Regions from separate parts of the Zea mays genome. Here region 2 is linked to region 1. Evidence: chromatin contacts called from public Hi-C data. All regions are on one chromosome and are shown on one strand. Each heading gives the region's core, a stretch centred on a gene start, on an enhancer-like site or on the middle of the called end of the contact. The rest is flanking DNA. Distances are from core to core; before and after follow the strand shown. Region 1 holds the start of LOC100277246. Region 2 holds the start of LOC103653182 (cyclin-dependent protein kinase inhibitor SMR1).

What was found. A called contact is a pair of places that touch in the nucleus more often than the background predicts.
Region 2: a contact with region 1 is called in a Hi-C map of tassel, with 4 times the contacts expected there. The contact joins the promoter of LOC103653182 here to the promoter of LOC100277246 in region 1. A contact is called at or near these places in 2 of 25 Hi-C or Micro-C datasets (bundle sheath and tassel).

Annotation. Positions count from the first base shown.
Region 1 is chr4:44,015,659-44,019,328 of Zm-B73-REFERENCE-NAM-5.0, reverse strand. LOC100277246 reads right to left here and starts at 2,006. Exons shown (of 13, transcript NM_001150871.2): 1 at 1,670-2,006; 2 at 604-731; 3 at 449-520; 4 at 253-366. The coding sequence starts at 1,871.
Region 2 is chr4:44,319,963-44,323,632 of Zm-B73-REFERENCE-NAM-5.0, reverse strand. It overlaps LOC103653182 (cyclin-dependent protein kinase inhibitor SMR1), which reads right to left and starts at 1,621. Exons shown (of 1, transcript XM_008680144.3): 1 at 766-1,621. The coding sequence starts at 1,520. The coding sequence ends at 1,200.

The DNA.
Region 1 (3,670 bases), core at 757-3,256:
GGATGGTTCTTCACCAAATGCCTTCAATAGAATTTAAAATTCCAATGGACTTTAGACTCTAGTACAGATATCTAGTTTGATCTGCTAGTGTCATAAGAATTTGTTGCAGGCTTGTATATAGCCAACTAGAAAGGGAAAAGCAGATGGCATATACACTTACAGTAGCACACGAAACTAAGAAGTTGACCACTGATTTTTTTCTTTAAAAAAGTCACTCAATATTCCATAGACAAGGAAGGTTTATGCGCTTACTGTATTAAGCTTTTCATTCAACTTTTCCACCTTGTTCTCTGCATCGTTGGCCCTAGATTCTAGTGCTGCTTTCTGACTACTTTGTGCTTGAATATCCTTTTTGAGCTTGTCAATCTAGAACAGGAAAAAAATAAAGAGAAATCATAAACACATTGCTAGCACGTTCCAAATGTTCATGAACTCTTATAGCCTATACCTGCTTCTCAAGTTCAACAGCCTTGGCATTGGCCTTGTTAGCCTGCTCCTCGGCAGCTAGAGATCCTTTTGCCTGTACTTAGATAAGCTCATAAGCATAAGTGCAAAGTTATTTGTAAGAATGTGCAAACTTCAAAACTAACTGTGGTGTTTTACCTGGAGAGAAGCAATCTCGCCCTGCATAGAGGTAATAGCCTTTGACTTCTCCGCAATGGCTTTCTCTAGGTTCACGATGACATCGTCCTTATTCTTCAGTTCGAGAGATCGCACTGCTATGTCTGACTCTGTAGCAAGAAAACAAACACAATAATGGTTCCCGTGGCCCGTGGGATATCAAAATTAGAATGAATCTGGTAGGCTAATAAAGAATCACAAAGTGGCGAAGTAAAGGAAATTGCTTTGCTTATGACAGGATCACAGGAATGATATCACGATGACAAGATACTACTATTTCCATGCCGTGGCATAGTTTGAGTTTACATTCTTCAATAGTACAGGCATCTTCAGAGAATTTACTGTTTTACTGCAATTAATATTGCTAGACTTCCCCAGCTACTCGATTCTAGTACACATCAATGAAGCAGGACCCCAAGCATTATGGCAGTGGATCAGCATCCATGGCAAAGGCACAACAGCTGCAATTACACACTGGCCCACCGCCCACTGACGTAATTGTAACAGTAGAGGTATATGTGAACTTTTGTAGCTTTTGTGTTAACGGCAATCAGAAACAAAGCTACTATGTAAACAGAAGAGGAAGCTTTGGGGGGGGGGGGGGGGGGGGGGTTGGCCCTAAAATAAGCAGTTGCCTCAAAAAGATAGAATTATCCAATTTTATACCAAAAAGGGAGAATTATGCAACCCACGGTCGATATCAGCACGAGAGAATCGAATACAATCTCGCAGCACCCCGCCAGCTACACGATCAATCGAGCACTGTCGCGCGCGCACCATCCAGACGACTAGAAGCAGGCAGAAGCTAAAACCCCAACAAGACAGATCCAGGTAGCTCACCAACCACCGCGAAACCGCGCCTCGCCGCAACGAATCGGGCCCTAAACCCCGGAGAGCTCACCGGACCGGCGTCAATCCAGTGAAACGGCACAAATTAACCTAGCTGCGCGGCATGAACTCGACGATTCCACCACCAACCCGTCCCAGGCCAAAACATCCAGACAGTAAAATCAAGCGCGCCACGTGGATTCAAACCTTGGGCACTGACCTAAGGCGGAGATCTTCGCCCGGAGCTGCTCCAGCTCGGCCCTGAGCGCCGCGGCCTCCGCAGCCTCCTCCACCCTGAGCGCCGCCGCGGCCTCCACCGCGCCGGCCACCGAGTCCGCCGCCACTACGGGCTCCTCGGCGGTCGCGCCGGCGACGGCGATCAGCAGCGCCAGAAGGAGCGCCAGGGGCCTCGAGATCCCCATCCCCGCGAGCCCCTCGCCAGCCACCAGCTCTTCTCTCCTCGTCGTCGGCGAGGCTAATCCAATCCTTGGTTCCAACGACGCGCACGTGGGGGTCAGGGGGACTCGCGAACTCGTGCGTGCTCGCGCTCGTGTGCCTGCCCGCCCGGTATCGTTTAGGAGACTCGCGTTCGCCGTGCAGATCATTTTGGTGACGCCGCGCGGGGGCGAGCGGGCAGGGGCACGTGACATGGTACGTGGCGCCGTGGCGGGGAGAGGGCCCACGTGGCGGATAGCTATTGGGTCCCGAGACGTGGGACACGTATGATCCTGGAGTCACGGCGCAGTGGGACCAGGGACGCCGCGCAGGTGTCAGGTGGCGTGACGGTATCGGCCGCGAGGCTCCGCTCGTGGTTTCCAACCAGCGAGCGTTGCCTTTTTGGTTGGTTTGCTCGGAGATGAGAAATTTAGTTGGACTTTTGCCATTGAAAAGATTGGGCTTTGCAAAATTGTCATCAAGTCTATATTTTATAAACTTAGATAGATCCACAAGTCAGAGACTTAGTGACAACTGACAATTATTAGCAAGGAGACAATCTTTGATGGGTGTTTGGGAGGGCTATTTCTCAAGAGCTTCGTGAGACAAATATTTTATGGCTTATCTAGAAAAATAGTTTATCTTATACTCTCTTCATATTAAAATAGTAGTCGTTTTAACTCTATAGTTTTATGTTCATATTCATATGAATGATTATAAACCTATATATAGAACACCTATATTAATTATTGTATGAATCTAGAAAAAATGTAAAACGGATTTTAATTTGGGACGCAGTGATTATATGTTTTGGGGACTTTTTTAAGGAGTTAAAGTATCTCCAAGTGTAAGTCTCATATTTGGGCTCTATAATTTAATTTAGTTACCCATTTAATTTTTTAAGGTCCAAACTAAAAGCCAGTTTCCAATCAATGAGCTTTAAACATCCACATCCTGTAGTTTGCAAGCACCTCAGGTTTTGGGTACTTTGATGCCAGCCTTCGACTGTCATTGCTCCTCCCACGTTCGGTCTTTTTTCGCGTCGTCAATCACTTTTGCTACACCTTCGCACGTCTTCGCTCTTCACATACTCGCCTTTTTCTTTTCCGCGGGTAAGTCCACCTCTATTATCTTGTTCGGGTTGATCCAATGGAGCGCGACTGGTAGGGAGGCTCCGATCCATAGAACATTTATGGGAGCATCAAGGTAATGGAGCGTGACTGACAGTAATTTAAACAGATTACTGTTTTTGAGTTATATTTTGTTTCAGTCAGCTTTTTGTTCCCTAAATAATCTGTGATGATGTAATGATCTTTTCCAAATACATCGTGACATATGAACAATACTAACCAGCCAGTAATGTTTCACAGAGACTGTTGCTTAATTCAACCAAAGTTACTTGCCCACATGATAAATCTGGATATTGTCAGGTAGCCGCTAGAAAACAAAAAAGGGAGGTGATATTTAGTTTCAACCGTGTGCATATGGAGGGTCAATAAACTTCCACGACGTTAAGCAAATCAGGAGGAGGGGAGCAGGGAGATAGACCAGGTGAGGCGGGCGGATGGATAGGGGCGACATACTTCCATGGCGGCGGTCGCTAAGATGGGAATGGGGGTAGGCACAAGATGAAAACGATGTGGTTGGATGGCAAAGGATCGGGAGTGCGGTTGGGTGGCGGTGACTTGGGACAGATAGTGGCGGAGACCGAAGAAGACGAAGGCTGAAATGTCCGTGGAGGTTGGGATGACCGCAAACAATATAGGGTTGTCATCTTTGAGTCCCA
Region 2 (3,670 bases), core at 372-2,871, 300 kb before region 1:
ACACGGTCATCCATATGTAGCCTTCCAATCAAACGTTGGGGAGCAGTCAACACACGAATAGAGACTGGTTGCTGAGGAGCATTCAACCAATCATGTGGTATATGTATAGTTTTCTCTAAACAGTCTTCTATCCATTTAAATACTTTAAACAACCGGTTTAGCAAAACTAAAATATGTACAATACATTTGAGAGTATAAAAAAATACATATGTATAAAAATTTAAAAATAAAAAATGTCTCTGATATAGATATTTGCGTATAGAGGATATGATTTAGATGACGTTGTTGAAGAGAAATAAGATATAAATTTATAGAGGATGAAATCTTTTAGAAGAGATTGTAAAAAATAGATATAGGGGTCGTTGCTGGAAACAATCTTAGTCTTTGTGAGATCATCTAACCAAGTGGAGTATTATTTTTTATATATATACCGTAGCTAACAACCAATCCACTAGGGTTTTCTTTTTTTTAAAAAAAAAACAAGTAATTCACTAATCGGCGATTGCGTCTATCCAAACTAAACTACAGGCAATGCATATGCACATCACAGCACAACTTCGACCACCAATCACCTCTGCCATTGCCATCTGTCAACAGAACTGAAGAACAACACAAAACAAACCTGCTGCAACATACCTGTGCAGTGCCGCTGTGCCGGCCGGGACAAAAGTGCACAAAGTACCTGGCCTGCTCACGTTTCCCATCCATCCCCACCTTCCTTGCATGCTCCATGGATCCATCCATGACAAGCACACTTGTGCATGGTTTTGGCAAACTGTGAGCTTTAGTTTTATAATGACGAATATACTGAAACGGATCCATCCTCGGGAATTTTCTTCCATTAATTCTTCCCATTCATGATCCGTATGTAAATAAACAATAGCCTTGTCCAGTTCTACAGTTTTTACTCCTCCACGCAAATAATGAACCTAACCCACGATTTGTACGAGAACTCTGGATCTCGAGTCTGTAGTTTGTACCATGCCGGAAGGACAAACCAAGGTGTGCAAGAAACTCCCAAGACTGCGTTTTGACGCCATGGTCCTTGAAGGACGAGTGCACCACACGCGCGCGGCTGGCCTTTGGCGGAGTACAGGAGTGGATGCCTGCCGTCGTCGTCGTCCTGCACGTACGCCAGGTAGCTAGAACCCAATTGGAAGCGGCCGCTTGAGCCGCGGCGGCGCGGACCGGCCCGGCCGTCAGCCCGCCCGGATCCGCTTCTTGGGCGGCAGGGCGCGGAACACGGCGTTGAGGTCGCGCGGCACGGGGAAGAAGGCGCGGCGCGGCGCCGGGAACCTGCGCTTGGCGGGCGTCGACGGCGGCCGCGCAGGCTTCCTCGGCGCCGGCGGGCACTCGGACGGAGGCCGCAGCCTGCTCGCCTCCGACGTCGGCGTCGTGGGCTCCGGCTCCTGGGCCTCCGAGCCGTCCTCCTCCTGCTGCTTCTTCTCCGCACCCGGCTCCGGCGCCGCGGTCCTGATCGGCGGCAGCGCCGAGAGGACGTCGATGGCCGTGGAGCTCATCTGGCCGGCCGTAGAGAGGAGGAGGTAAGACGAGGGAGGGGCGGGCGGACAAGCTAAGGACAACGCATAGATAGAATGCAACAAGGCGGTAGCGGCTAGCGCCAAGCCGCCGAGGCTTTTAAATACTTGTCGGAGAGAGAGGCAGCCGATCGACTTTTCTGTGGGCCCGGCTTTATTGCAACCATCCACTTTGCTCCGTGTTAAAGATAGTGGATGGTTTTGGTAAACACGCAAAGAAGAAGGGGAAAAAACCTCTTTTGGCATCATTTCAATATAAGGGCCTGTTTGTTTACCCCCCAGATTATATAATCTGGATTAAATAATCCTAAGAGGCAAACAAACAGTCCAGCTTATTTGCCCAGATTATATAATCTAACCCCTTGGATTATGATAATCCATAAGCAAGTGAGGAGGTGCTTATTTCAGATTATTTTTTTCCCACTTCCCCACTACCCTTTCAAGTTTCCTAGAAATTACCCACCATTGTCATTATAATCCACCGAATCGTTTTTGCGCCTAGTACTAGTCAATTTGGAGATGAAGAAGGTGACATGAATGCCTTCCGTGATAATATTGCTAATGCAATATTTGCCAATGTCAATTGAATTATTTTTTTTTCATATATGAGTTTCAACCTAGTACAAATATAGAGGGTATTCTTGTCTTCCTCATACAAAAGAATCCTATTAACAACTCAAATAATCTGGGTAAACAAACAGGACTACTCAGATTATATAATCCAGATTATATAATCCTCCAAAAATAATCCAGATTATATAATTCATGGGGGTAAACAAACAGGCCCTAATTCCTTCGTTCCACAACAATTAATCACCATATAGCTAACAGGAATCATGATGATAAAACTCTAAAATAAAGCGTTGCCGCACTAAACCTATAAGGCAAGTTTTATAGTAGGACTGAAATTATGCGTTGATTATTGTACAGTGAGAGAGAACAGTACGTTTTTGTAGAAGTTTTTTAAAGTCATCCTCATAATGTAAAAAAAATTATCATACTGTGTGGTTGGTAGTGCTGTTTTTAAAAGCTGTCCTCGTCGTAAGGTAAAAAAAAGCAGAAATGTAATGCTAGTCATTAAGAAAAAAAAACTCTTACTTTACTCAGTGTTTTCTCTCTCTAGTTTGGAAACTCATTTTCTTAAACGATTTCTATTTTCCTGAAATATATTAGTTTATTTTTATTTAGAAAAATAGTAATTTCTTGTAAAAATGAAGTTAAAGTAAAGGAAAGAAAACGACAGTGGGCAAAATCTGCATGCGAGAATAAAATCCTTTGCATTCCCTTGTCTCATGCTCGGTGGGACGCCGTTCATGCAGATGCAGCGCCGCAACGCAACGAGCGCAAACGCCTCACGCCACGCGTGTGGGGTGGTGGTGCGCATGACATGACATGAACGTGTCTGTGTATCGCTAGCACAGAAAAGGAGGAGAGAGAGTGGGGAGGGAGGGAGACGTGGCTAACTAAAGGCCTAGAGCGATGCAATGCAAAGCTGCTGCTCGGCTAGGCTAGGCCGGCAACGATGGCGTGAGGAATAACGGCGACGGGCGGCCGAGACAAAAGGAGGCGGCACATGCAGTGCAGGCAGGATGCAGCTAGCGCGTCGCGTGGTGCACAAACGAGAGACACGGGTGGACGGGGCATGCTGCGGTGGACACTAGTGGGCCGCTGGAGAGCAGTGATCGATCGAGAGCGCCTATACGGACAAACCGGCTACAGACAGGGCCAAACTGAGCCCACTTGTTTTTTAAATAAAGCCCATTATAATTACGAAAACTGAACAACAACAAAAAAAAAAGGTGCAAATCTTATCGCAAGTCCAATAACAATACTTAGCGGTTCAAAAATACATCACATGTCACGATTTCATAATTCGCAAATACTAACATCAAAGGTACAGTACACCCCCCTGAACGTCATGCCCATAGGCATAGATTCCACTGGTCGTGTGATGTATTATACTCCTCCGATGAGAGCAACGCAAATACCTTGCTCACGTGTCAGCTGCGCCTTGTACTCTGCCCAAGCCTGCTCGGTCCACGCTGTAGCCGTCGTACTCCATGAGTCCACAAACATTTGGTAATACTCGGACTCTTCCCACTGATACACCCACCTCATGGGTTGCTGAGTCA